Linked DNA regions of Mus musculus: all the other regions are linked to region 2. A link is a contact called in public Hi-C and Micro-C data. All regions are on one chromosome and are shown on one strand. The core of a region is the stretch at or near the end of the contact, and the rest is flanking DNA. Distances in the headings are between cores, read along the strand shown. Region 1 has its middle 36 kb from the start of Dlk1. Region 2 holds the start of Dlk1 (delta like non-canonical Notch ligand 1). Region 3 overlaps Gm34081 (a long non-coding RNA gene).

The links. A called contact is a pair of places that touch in the nucleus more often than the background predicts.
Region 1: a contact with region 2 is called in a Micro-C map of palatal mesenchyme, with 1.5 times the contacts expected there. The contact joins the enhancer-like site here to the promoter of Dlk1 in region 2. A contact is called at or near these places in 1 of 15 datasets of contacts at CTCF or cohesin (the NIH/3T3 cell line), 7 of 484 Hi-C or Micro-C datasets (the 3T3-L1 cell line, differentiating embryonic stem cells, embryonic fibroblasts and 3 more), 3 of 115 datasets of contacts at active chromatin or transcription factors (embryonic forebrain, large pre-B cells and pancreatic cancer cells) and 2 of 9 other capture datasets (adipose tissue and pancreatic islet).
Region 3: a Hi-C map of muscle stem cells shows a contact between it and region 2, with 1.6 times the contacts expected there. The contact joins the enhancer-like site here to the promoter of Dlk1 in region 2. A contact is called at or near these places in 8 of 39 promoter capture datasets (the 3T3-L1 cell line, Sertoli cells, cranial neural crest and 5 more), 17 of 484 Hi-C or Micro-C datasets (the G1E-ER4 cell line, the HPC-7 cell line, LSK cells and 12 more), 9 of 115 datasets of contacts at active chromatin or transcription factors (craniofacial prominence, embryonic forebrain, embryonic hindbrain and 5 more) and 3 of 9 other capture datasets (adipose tissue, liver and pancreatic islet).

Annotation. Positions count from the first base shown.
Region 1 is chr12:109,416,317-109,419,404 of GRCm38.p6, forward strand. No RefSeq gene overlaps it. Among named protein-coding and RNA genes, the nearest start is that of Dlk1, 36 kb to the right of the region's middle. Within about 2 kb of position 1,680, at least 98 of the 459 cell types and tissues checked have an H3K27ac peak or open chromatin away from gene starts, as enhancers often do. A contact at or near this core is called in the NIH/3T3 cell line, embryonic fibroblasts, palatal mesenchyme and 1 more, where this site is marked.
Region 2 is chr12:109,451,837-109,455,004 of GRCm38.p6, forward strand. It overlaps Dlk1 (delta like non-canonical Notch ligand 1), which reads left to right and starts at 1,619. Exons shown (of 5, transcript NM_010052.5): 1 at 1,619-1,890; 2 at 3,149-3,168. The coding sequence starts at 1,824.
Region 3 is chr12:109,503,302-109,506,295 of GRCm38.p6, forward strand. All of the region lies in intron 7 of Gm34081 (a long non-coding RNA gene), which reads right to left. Among named protein-coding and RNA genes, the nearest start is that of Gm34017, 4.8 kb to the right of the region's middle. Within about 2 kb of position 1,275, at least 4 of the 459 cell types and tissues checked have an H3K27ac peak or open chromatin away from gene starts, as enhancers often do. A contact at or near this core is called in muscle stem cells, where this site is marked.

The DNA.
Region 1 (3,088 bases), core at 430-2,929, 35 kb before region 2:
CATGGCAAGTGAAGGAGGAGCTGTGAGCATAAGGAGGGGCTGTCCTAGCGCTACTTGGAGTCCTGGGCCTCCCAACTTACTCCCTCCATGCTGGTGGTACCACTGATCCCACTGCAACCCCTCCAAACTCTAAAACTTCTTAACCAGAAGTGGGGACATGCTGGGTTCTTCTTGCTAAATCCAGACAGCCTCCAGGTGGCAGCCATCTTCTCCTGGTCCTGGGGTCCTGACTGACTATTGTTCCTGTCTGACCATGACCTCCATGTCTTGGGTGGGCTATCATCATCCTGAGACCTTGGGGGGAAAACATGACCCAAGCTGCTGTAAAGGCCACCTTCCTGGACCTGACCCTTGGAAAGGAGAATGGATTAACCTCAAGGGAGAGCCGATTTTCTTTGTGTATGTAGCTCAGGGATGGACAGGGGGCACCAGGCAGGAATATCCTGCGTCTTCGCTTTCCCCACATCTCCAGCAATTCAGGAGAGGCCTACAAAACAATGGGAGGAGAGCCAGGCAATCCAATCCGGCCCCGGGTTTCTGCAACATTCTAAACATGATCTCAGAGGACTTAGGTGACCCCCTAGAGAATGGAGGGAGGCCAAGAAATGTCAGAGCTGGGTGTGTTGGAGTTACAGTGAGGAGGGTAAGGGACAGGTAGAGAATCCTGGAATCTGTCAACTGCAGACAAGTCTAAGCTCCTTGTCAGCTAGAAGGAATGAAGAGCTGACTCTCCCTCTTGTCCTTCTCCCCACCCTGGGGACAGGCTCCAGACAGGTGAAGACATTTTCCACTGGCCCTCCTGTGACCTTACAGCAGCTTTCCTGAATACCCCCCAGCCCTCCCCAGAAACCCCATCCTGGCTCCACATGCAGCCTTGGGGACATCTGGAGAGACGGGGTTGACCTCCCCCTCTGGTTCATACATTATTGCCTTTGTCCTCTGTCTCATCCCTGCTAAGGCCATGTCCTCTGTCTCACAGGCCCCTCTCGCTCTGGTCCCCATGCCACAGTGACAATGAGCCAGGAATGCCACTTCCTCGGGATCCAACCCTGGGCTTCAAGCTGAGGCTTCTCCTCCCTACAGTTCTGCCTGCACGCCCCTCCACGGCCAGGCGGCCTCACCTTACTAGGCCCACGTGGCCTGTTTTCCCTGGGTGTCCCTCATGTGGGAGCTGTCTCTCTCCACAAGACCCCACGGCCAGTCTAGGTCTAGGCAGGGCTCCACTGGGAGCCCCAGGGAGGGGGGCGATCAGCAAAGGGCTGTGAGCACATGAAGGAATGAGAGCACGTGAATCCAGGAAGGAGGGGACTATGGCGCCTCAAAGGGTGTGGGCTGCTCTCCCCTCTCCTCTTGGAGACAACACTGCTCTGTGTGCAATCTGCTTTCCAGGCCCCTCTCCCCCTTCAGAGCAGAAGGCCAATGGGGCCTCCCTCCCCAACGTGCACCAAGGCCAAAGCTCTGGGCGTCTACCTTGCCTGCTGTCAGCGTGGGCATGACTTATGTGGCTGCTTGGCCCCTGCTCCTCCGGTATGGGGGGATTAATCACCCTGTCTCTGGAGGGGGGGCGGTGATGTTGGGCCAGAGAAACAAGGAAGGGGCTGCCTGTGTGCGTGGTGAGGCACTGAGCAAACCTTGAAACGGATGGAATGGCTGCAGGCAGGGGCCCTGGGCCCCCAGGAGGCCCCTCCGCCCCCTTGGCAGAGCAGACTGCATCAATATTCCACAGGCAGGGCTGGTGAGGCCCTGACTGACTCACACTGGCTGACTAATCTGAAAGTAAGCTGTTTCTACTGCAAGTGGGAAGCTCAGGGAATCTTAAAAACCAAGGGATGGAGCCCTGACTCGCGTTCTAGAATTTTCCTCTTGCTAGGGAGCTGCTCAGCCCCTGCTTGTGTCACATCTTTGGATTGTCCCTCTGTCATGTATCCCTGGGGAAACCGTGGCCAAACTTGGACTGGGGGGGGGGGGCTGCTGGACCCTATTAAATCAAATTCATAGAGCAATGGGGACAACAAGACAAGCAAGACAGTCCCCAAAGGATGTTCCCACAAGCGACACTCAGTGGCACATGACACAGGCCTGGGAGACAGGTCTGTGAGCCAGGATAGGCATGAAGTCTTCTCTAAGTGTGGTAAGCTGCAGGCATTGTTCCTTCTAGGCCCAGGACTCACTGTGTAAAGGGCAGGGCTAGCTCTCAAGCTACAGAGGGGGTGATCCAGAGGCACAGAGAGTGGAGGTAATGCACACAAGGCCACACAGCTGCTAAGGGTAGGTAGAATGGAGACTGGAATTCAGGGTGTTTGCTGCCACCACCATCAGCTTTCCCAGTCTAGCTCACCACACCCCACATTAAAGAGAGGTGTGGAACAAGGTCTTTCAGGCTTGAGCCGGTAATGCTGTGTGCACGCGTGCCCATGAATGTTCACGTGTGTTTGAGTGCCTGGGTGTGCGTCTTATGTGAAGGTCGGAGGTGGAGCTCAGTGACATTTCTCACTGTCTGTGTAAATACCGTCTCAGTGTCTGTGAGGTGCTGCCTGTCCACTTTGAGGTGTAAGATAGGGATCTCTTACTCAGCCTGAAGATGTCTCATTAAGACTAAGCTATGTGGCTGCTGAGCATCATCTCCTGGGCCCCGGAATGACAAGCATGCACTGATGGCTTTTAAATAAAGATTTATTCATTTTCATGGCGTCTTGGGTAGCTCACTCAAGTGAAAGGTGCCTCCAGGCCCTAAGGTGACAGTTTCCCTCTACTCTTGGCCACAGAATGAGAAGGTGGGGTAGGGAAGCTGAGACTCTTCAGACGTAAGTTCATAGGCTATGGAGGCCAGTGTCTTTCACCCACTGCAAATCGTTGGCAAACCAAGGTGACTGTGCCTCAGTTTACCCCAGAACGTGGGAATCCTAATAACAGCAGCTACTGTTTTGTTTATTTTTATTGCTTTTTTTTTTTTTCTGCACATGTTTACGAGGGTGCCTGCATGTGTGGAACCCAGAGGTTGGCGCCGCTGGGTATCTTCCTCGATCGCTGTCTTTACTCAAAATAAGACACGGCTTCACACAGAATCCGGAGCTCATGGATTCCACCA
Region 2 (3,168 bases), core at 369-2,868:
TTTCTACATGTTTTCTTTTTTCATATAGAGAGACAGAGATGTGTGAGAGAGAGAGAGAGAGAGAGAGAGAGAGAGTCATGTAGTGGTCAGACAAGACAACAGCTTAGTCTCTTCTTCTACCGTGTGGGGGTCTGGAGATTAAATTCAAGCTGTCAGCTTGGTGGCAAGTACCTTTGCCCATTTACCAAAGGAGCTATGTCAATGACTTTATTTACATTTTATTTAAGGGGGTTCTGTGGGGATCAAAGAGCAACTGCAGGAGTCAAGGATCAAACTCAAGTTTGGCTGCAAGCACCTTTACCCAGTGAGCCACCTCCCTGGCCCAATAAATGTATCACTTCACTCAGCTCCTCCTCCTTTGGAGCCTCAGAATGGGGCATGGGGGGCGTCTCAGCTGAGTAAAAGGCACTGAGCCCTTGCTGGGGGGTCTTGCAGGAAAAAGGAATTGCCCCAGGGACACTGGCAGAATCAATACCCACACACACACACACACACACACACACACACACACACTCCCATCCCATCCTCTAAGCCATCCCTGGTTGAAAGCCACTAAGTGAGGGTGTGTGTGTGTGTGTGTGTGTGTGTGTGTGTGCCTGTCTGTCTGTCTGTCTGTCTGTCTGCATTTGACGGTGAACATATTGGTGAACTGTCGACATGTGTCACGGTGAACAAAGATGGATTTGGATTATGTGTGCTTTGGTGTAATTTGTGTGTTTGTTGGGTGATTCCACAAATCTGAGACAGATTTGGGGTCTGGGCATACGTGTTGCTGCGAGGTGTGTACATGTTGGAAAGAATCAGTGCTTTTATGTTTCAGAATGATAAGGCCCAGACTGTGACTGTGGTACCTGCGAGAGGAGGGGGTGGGGGGGGGGGGTGACGCATGATGTCGTCGGTGTTTACCAGTGGTCTCCTGTGTTTACAGGCGGGCTGCGTGGAGGGGCAGCATAGGCAGGAGGACTCTCAGTCTTTTCATAGCTGGCGCTTCCCCTGCTTGGAGCAGATCAGTGTTCCTGCTGCCCTGGTCTGTGACCTGTGCCCCAGGGACAGGCAGTAAGGTTTGCCTGTGCCGAAAGGTGTGTTTGGGTTGGGGGTCCGTGGGGCAAGTGCATCTGCACCTTCCCCAAACTCCACAATGGCAAGGCTCGTCGGAGGGCTTCGGCTTTTCGTGGTGGTTTTCGTGTGTGCATCTGTGATCATGTGCATCTTCCACATCTTCGTGGTGTGCGTTTGGGTCCTCCTGGGCTTCTGACCCGCGCCATGTGTGCGCGGGACTCCAGCCCTAAGTGTCTTACTGTGTCTGTGAGCGTTTTTGTATTCTGAGTGCGTGCAAGGGCTTTCGCCCGCCTGGCTTGGTTCCTGAGACTTGCGCTAAGCGGGCCTGTGTGAGCGCCGCCGCCTCCGCCTCCAGCCGCGTGCTGTCCTGTGTGCGGACCGCGTGCCCATCGTGCGCAGGTACCCGTCTAGCCAAAGAGTGCGGCCGCGTGCTCGAGCCGCTTCCGGGCGCCGCGGCGCTGGGGGGCGGCCCCGCCAGGGGGTGGGTCACCGGGACTGGCCGGCGCCTGCCCCGTGCGCGCGAGGCGTGGGCGTGGGCGGGGGCCGCGGGGGGGGGGACGACAGTACGAAAAGGCGGCGCGCGGGCCGCAGCGGCAGCTCCTCGGCAGCCGCACTTAGCAGCGTGCGCCCCGGTGCAACCCTGGCTTTCTTCCCGCTGGACGCCCGTGCCCCCTTCGTGGTCCGCAACCAGAAGCCCAGCGCAGCCCCCGGAGCAGCCCCTGCACCGCCTCCGCTCCCCGGACCGCGACCCAGGCCGCCCCGAGATGATCGCGACCGGAGCCCTCCTGCGCGTCCTCTTGCTCCTGCTGGCTTTCGGCCACAGCACCTATGGTGAGCCCCCCCTGGCGGTTTGGCTTGCGCCCCCTCTGGGGAAGCCTGCGATGCCCCGCCGACCACCCCACCGACCACCCCATTCTCCCTGTCCCATGCGCCCCAAGTCCCGCCCGTCCCGCCTAACCCTAAGCCCTGCACTGTGCCCGCCTCATCCGCCCTGCACCACTCTTGCTTGTTGAGCCCAATCCCGGGGTCCCAGGGTTTGTGGGAGGTGGAGGGTCCCAGCCCCTTCTAGCCCGGCAGAAGTGGCGTTCAAGAGGGGTGTCGTTGCTCGGATTGAGGAGGTATGAAAAAAAAAAAAAAGAGACTGCGTTGGGAGGTATCCTATTTAAGGAAAAAAAACGTTCTAAGGTGCAACTTTGGGGGTGTCTGTCACGGCTTATGTGCTTAGGAATAGGTCTTGGGGGCTTTGGGGGGGTGACTTTGCAGTCGTAGTCCCTAATTTCCAACAGGAGCACAGCTGGAGCCCCTCTTGCGTGGCGTGTTTCTCTAGGTGAGGGGCTGCGACACTTCTGTCTGCAGAGGCCATCTGTCTTTGGTAGGAGAGAGTTGGCCCCTTCCCGCAGCGACCCCAGCCCTCAATGCGCCAATAGTTGTGAGTGGGGGGTCGGAGGCTGTCTGGGAAGGCCGAAAACTGGTTGAGTAAATGCATACAGTAGGTGTCTATTAAAGTGTCAGACTCCCTTAAGAGCGTCGGAATCTCAGAGGCCCTGCAGAGCTATTGCGCAGTTCTTTTAATGTGACCAGTGTGGGGTAGGAGAAACGTGGGAGGTAGGATTTGGTTGCCTGGTTTAACTAGGGTTAATCTTGGGGTAAAATCTAGCCTTTCACCTGTGGGCTAGGCAGGTGGGCTTGTCTGGGCTTTCCCAGAGACCTCGAAATCTTCCCTTTAGCTCACTTTGCAAATGGGAGGCTAGACAGAATGACCAGGGGTCAAAGGCTACCTCTTCATTGTCCCTCATTCCTACTTTTAGGGGCCTAGGGGCTCTTATTTTCTTTGGGGAGAAAGGTGTCTGCTTTGCACTTGGAGAATCAGGGGTGTGCTGTGCTTAGCCCATGGCTAGGGGCAGGCACAATTGTTTTTCTGGGTAGGTATTCACAGATGAGAAATGCCTACTGTGTGCCAGGTTGGTAGGACCCAAGAGGGTCTTTGGACTCCCTGTTTAGGGTCCCCAGGCCATTTGAGAGAAAATGGACTCTGTAGTGTCCTTTAGGCCTTGTGGGGTGAATTGTGTACCTTTTTTCTCTTCCTCAGGGGCTGAATGCGACCCACCC
Region 3 (2,994 bases), core at 25-2,524, 51 kb after region 2:
CATTTACAGCTCCCTCAGGTTGCTTCTCATCGGCCCTTGTACGGGGCCTTTCTGTAGGCAGTGTGGTACATGAAGAGGAGCTGGTGGAGGCCCCCTGGGGGCTACAGAATGGCCCGTTCCTGCATGGGTTAGGAGGAAAGTCAGAGCACACTAGGGTCCTTGAGCAGGCATGCTCGATGGGACCCCTTAACTTTCCCTTCGGAATTTCATCTATCCTGAGGGTTCAGCAGGGAAGGCTGTGGAAGAGACAGCCATTGCTGTCTTTCAGTGTTCACTCTCCTATGGAGGAACAGAGCCAGCAGGCAGGGATGGGAAGCCTGGAGTACTCCATCTGTGGTCTGGGGGACCGTATGGCGGAAACATATGTGGGTTAGGTCTACTGGAGATGGGGCTACTCCTGGGTTCACCCCAATCTTCTTTTGTACCCCACCTTCCTACTTGCGGGTCTTTATTCCAAGCTAAGTGGCTGGTGTTTTCTCAACTCTGTATGATCTGGTGTCTTTCTCAATTTCCTGTTAAACATGCCAGTATGTCCATTTTCCTCCTCTTGGCCATGTGAAGCACAGGTAAGAGGTAGCCCTAGACAGACAAGGGTCACGTAGACCTGCCTTGTTCCTCCTGTGTCCCTGCAGCCCAGAGCGAAGCAGCTCTGCGACACCACCCTTCCTTCCCCTTCTGTTTTCAGCTCATATCCCTTAGATCCAGCTGTCCTTTCTGCGACCGTGGGCTTTTCCTTGTCCCCCTCATGTTTCCTTGCCTCCACAGCTTGGTGGTCACTCACAGAGACACAGGCTCCCTCTGGCTTTCCTGCAGTTATTTCCAGGAGATGCACACAGTCAGGGAATAAGCCTTGTCCGTCTCCATCATGAAGGGTCTGCCTTCCTCTCTATACAGAGACAGAGTTGCAGCTATTATTTGTCCATTTTAATTCATTTGGTTGACAGGCATCAGACCTAAATCGGATTTTCAGTCAAGAGAGGAAATTTTCTAAATGTTTCATTTTTGCTCTATTGGCATGCGGCAGAAGCAGCTGTGGGCTCTCCCTCCGCCTCCCACCCCTGGGGAAGACAGCAATTGTCCGAGTGTGACTTGGGGGTGCAGAACACTGCCTGTTTTCCAGGCCCTTGGAATGGCTTGGCTCAGCACATTAAAAAAAAAGATCCTGGCATTTGTGTCCCCTTGAATCTTCCTAAAGTAGCATCTCTGGTGGGCAGTCCTGCCTTGTAAGGCAGGTGGTGGCAAGGGCCAGGAAGTATGTGGTCAGCTGGGGATCCTGGGGACAGTGATAGTCATAAACAGCACAGGGGATTAACTCTGGCCCGCATGGCTTTTGGGAGTTCGGAGGAATGAAGAGATGGCGCCAAGGGAGGGAGAGGTGTTGGTGTGTTTTTCGAATGCTAGGACTATAATTAAGGGGTGAGAAGATTCGTGCTAACCCGTAACCAAGGCTGCAGAAGAAATCATGAAATCTAATAGCCACAGAAGCCTGGATTTGGAACCTCACATATCCCTCACTTTGAAGCTTATTTGAGCGCTCAGCACATTCATCAAAGGGGAGCTGGGGCTCTGACAGTGTCAGGTGGCATGTGTCTGTCTCCTGGTGCCTAAAGTAGCTCTTGGGCACCTTCAAGTCACCTGTTCCAGGACTACCTCAAAAGACACAGAGGGACTTTCCAGAGTCTTATGCGCATGTGTATAGTTGGGGGGGGGGTCTTCATCTTAACAGAGGGCTTTCCAAGGGCATAAGCAAAGGTTCCCCAAAATACATCCATGGTGGAAAGAAATGTTGGGTGTGTGTGCCCAGGGTATGAGGGGCTGGCTGGTCCACACTCAGCAGGGATTAAAATTTAGCCTCAAGATTGTGCCCTGAAGGCCACAGTTCCTACAATAGGTATGGGGCAGTTGCTAGTATCTCTCTATCATAGCAAACGCTGAACAGGTTTTAGGATTAAAAGGTTGTTTTTGTTTGTTTGTTTTTGATCTTTTTAAATTGGCCCCGCCTTTCTCCAAGCTCTGTGGCTGTCCCCGGGGCTTCCTGGATGTGCCATGTGCAGCCCTCACTCAGAGAATGCCTGGAGGGCAGCCTTTTCCTTTTCTACCATCTCTGACCACATCCTCTGGACATAGTGATTCCTGGAGAATCCACCCAGGCAGACTCGGTTGTGGCCAGGCCATGTGGGCACGCCGTTGCCTCAGGCGCTGGCCAACAGCCTTTCTTAGAAAGCCATGGGTTTGGTGTCTGTCCGTCCCGTTTCCCCCCCCCCCCCCCACGCAGGGCGCAGCCTGCCCTGCTGGGCACGTCTCCCTCTGGGCCTGCTTCTGGGGGAAATTGGGTTCTGGGGTCTCGATGAGGAACTAGGTTGAGGGGGACACCGGTCTTTAAATGAGGCCACGTTAGTCAACAAATGAGAGCATTTGAGCCGGGCTTGGATGAGGCCCAGAGCTGCCCACGGGTATCCATGTTGCTCACTGGGGCAGGCAAAAGCATGAACTTGCAAAGTCTCAGCTTAATTCCTGGCGCTCGGAAAGTCCACCTCCTTCCTGAGCTGGTGGTAACTGTGCTAATCAGCTAGGCCACAAGGACAATTAGACGTGACCTCGTGGGGAAGCCCTGCCAGCCTAGAGCTAGGATGGCTGACTCAAGAGGGCTCTCTGGGTTTCACTCTGTCCGAGAGAGCTTTACACGGTCTCCTATGGAGATCGGGCCAATGGCTGCCTGTCTTCCCTGCTCCGGGGTCTCAAGAAAGGTGCCCACCCTCACAATACCAACAATGAAGGTCAAGAAGCTACTTTGAATCTGAATATCCCTTCTTCTGGCACACCGGCCTTGAGAGGGACTCTAGAAGGCTCAAAGCGAAGAGGGTGCCTCAGTCTGGCGTCTTGGAACCTTTACCCCAAGCTTGGCACCTGCCAGTCTGGACTTGTGGCCATCTTACCTCTGTATGCAACTACTCTGGTCTCATAGCAGGACATGCTCTAGTCCTGCCTACTAAT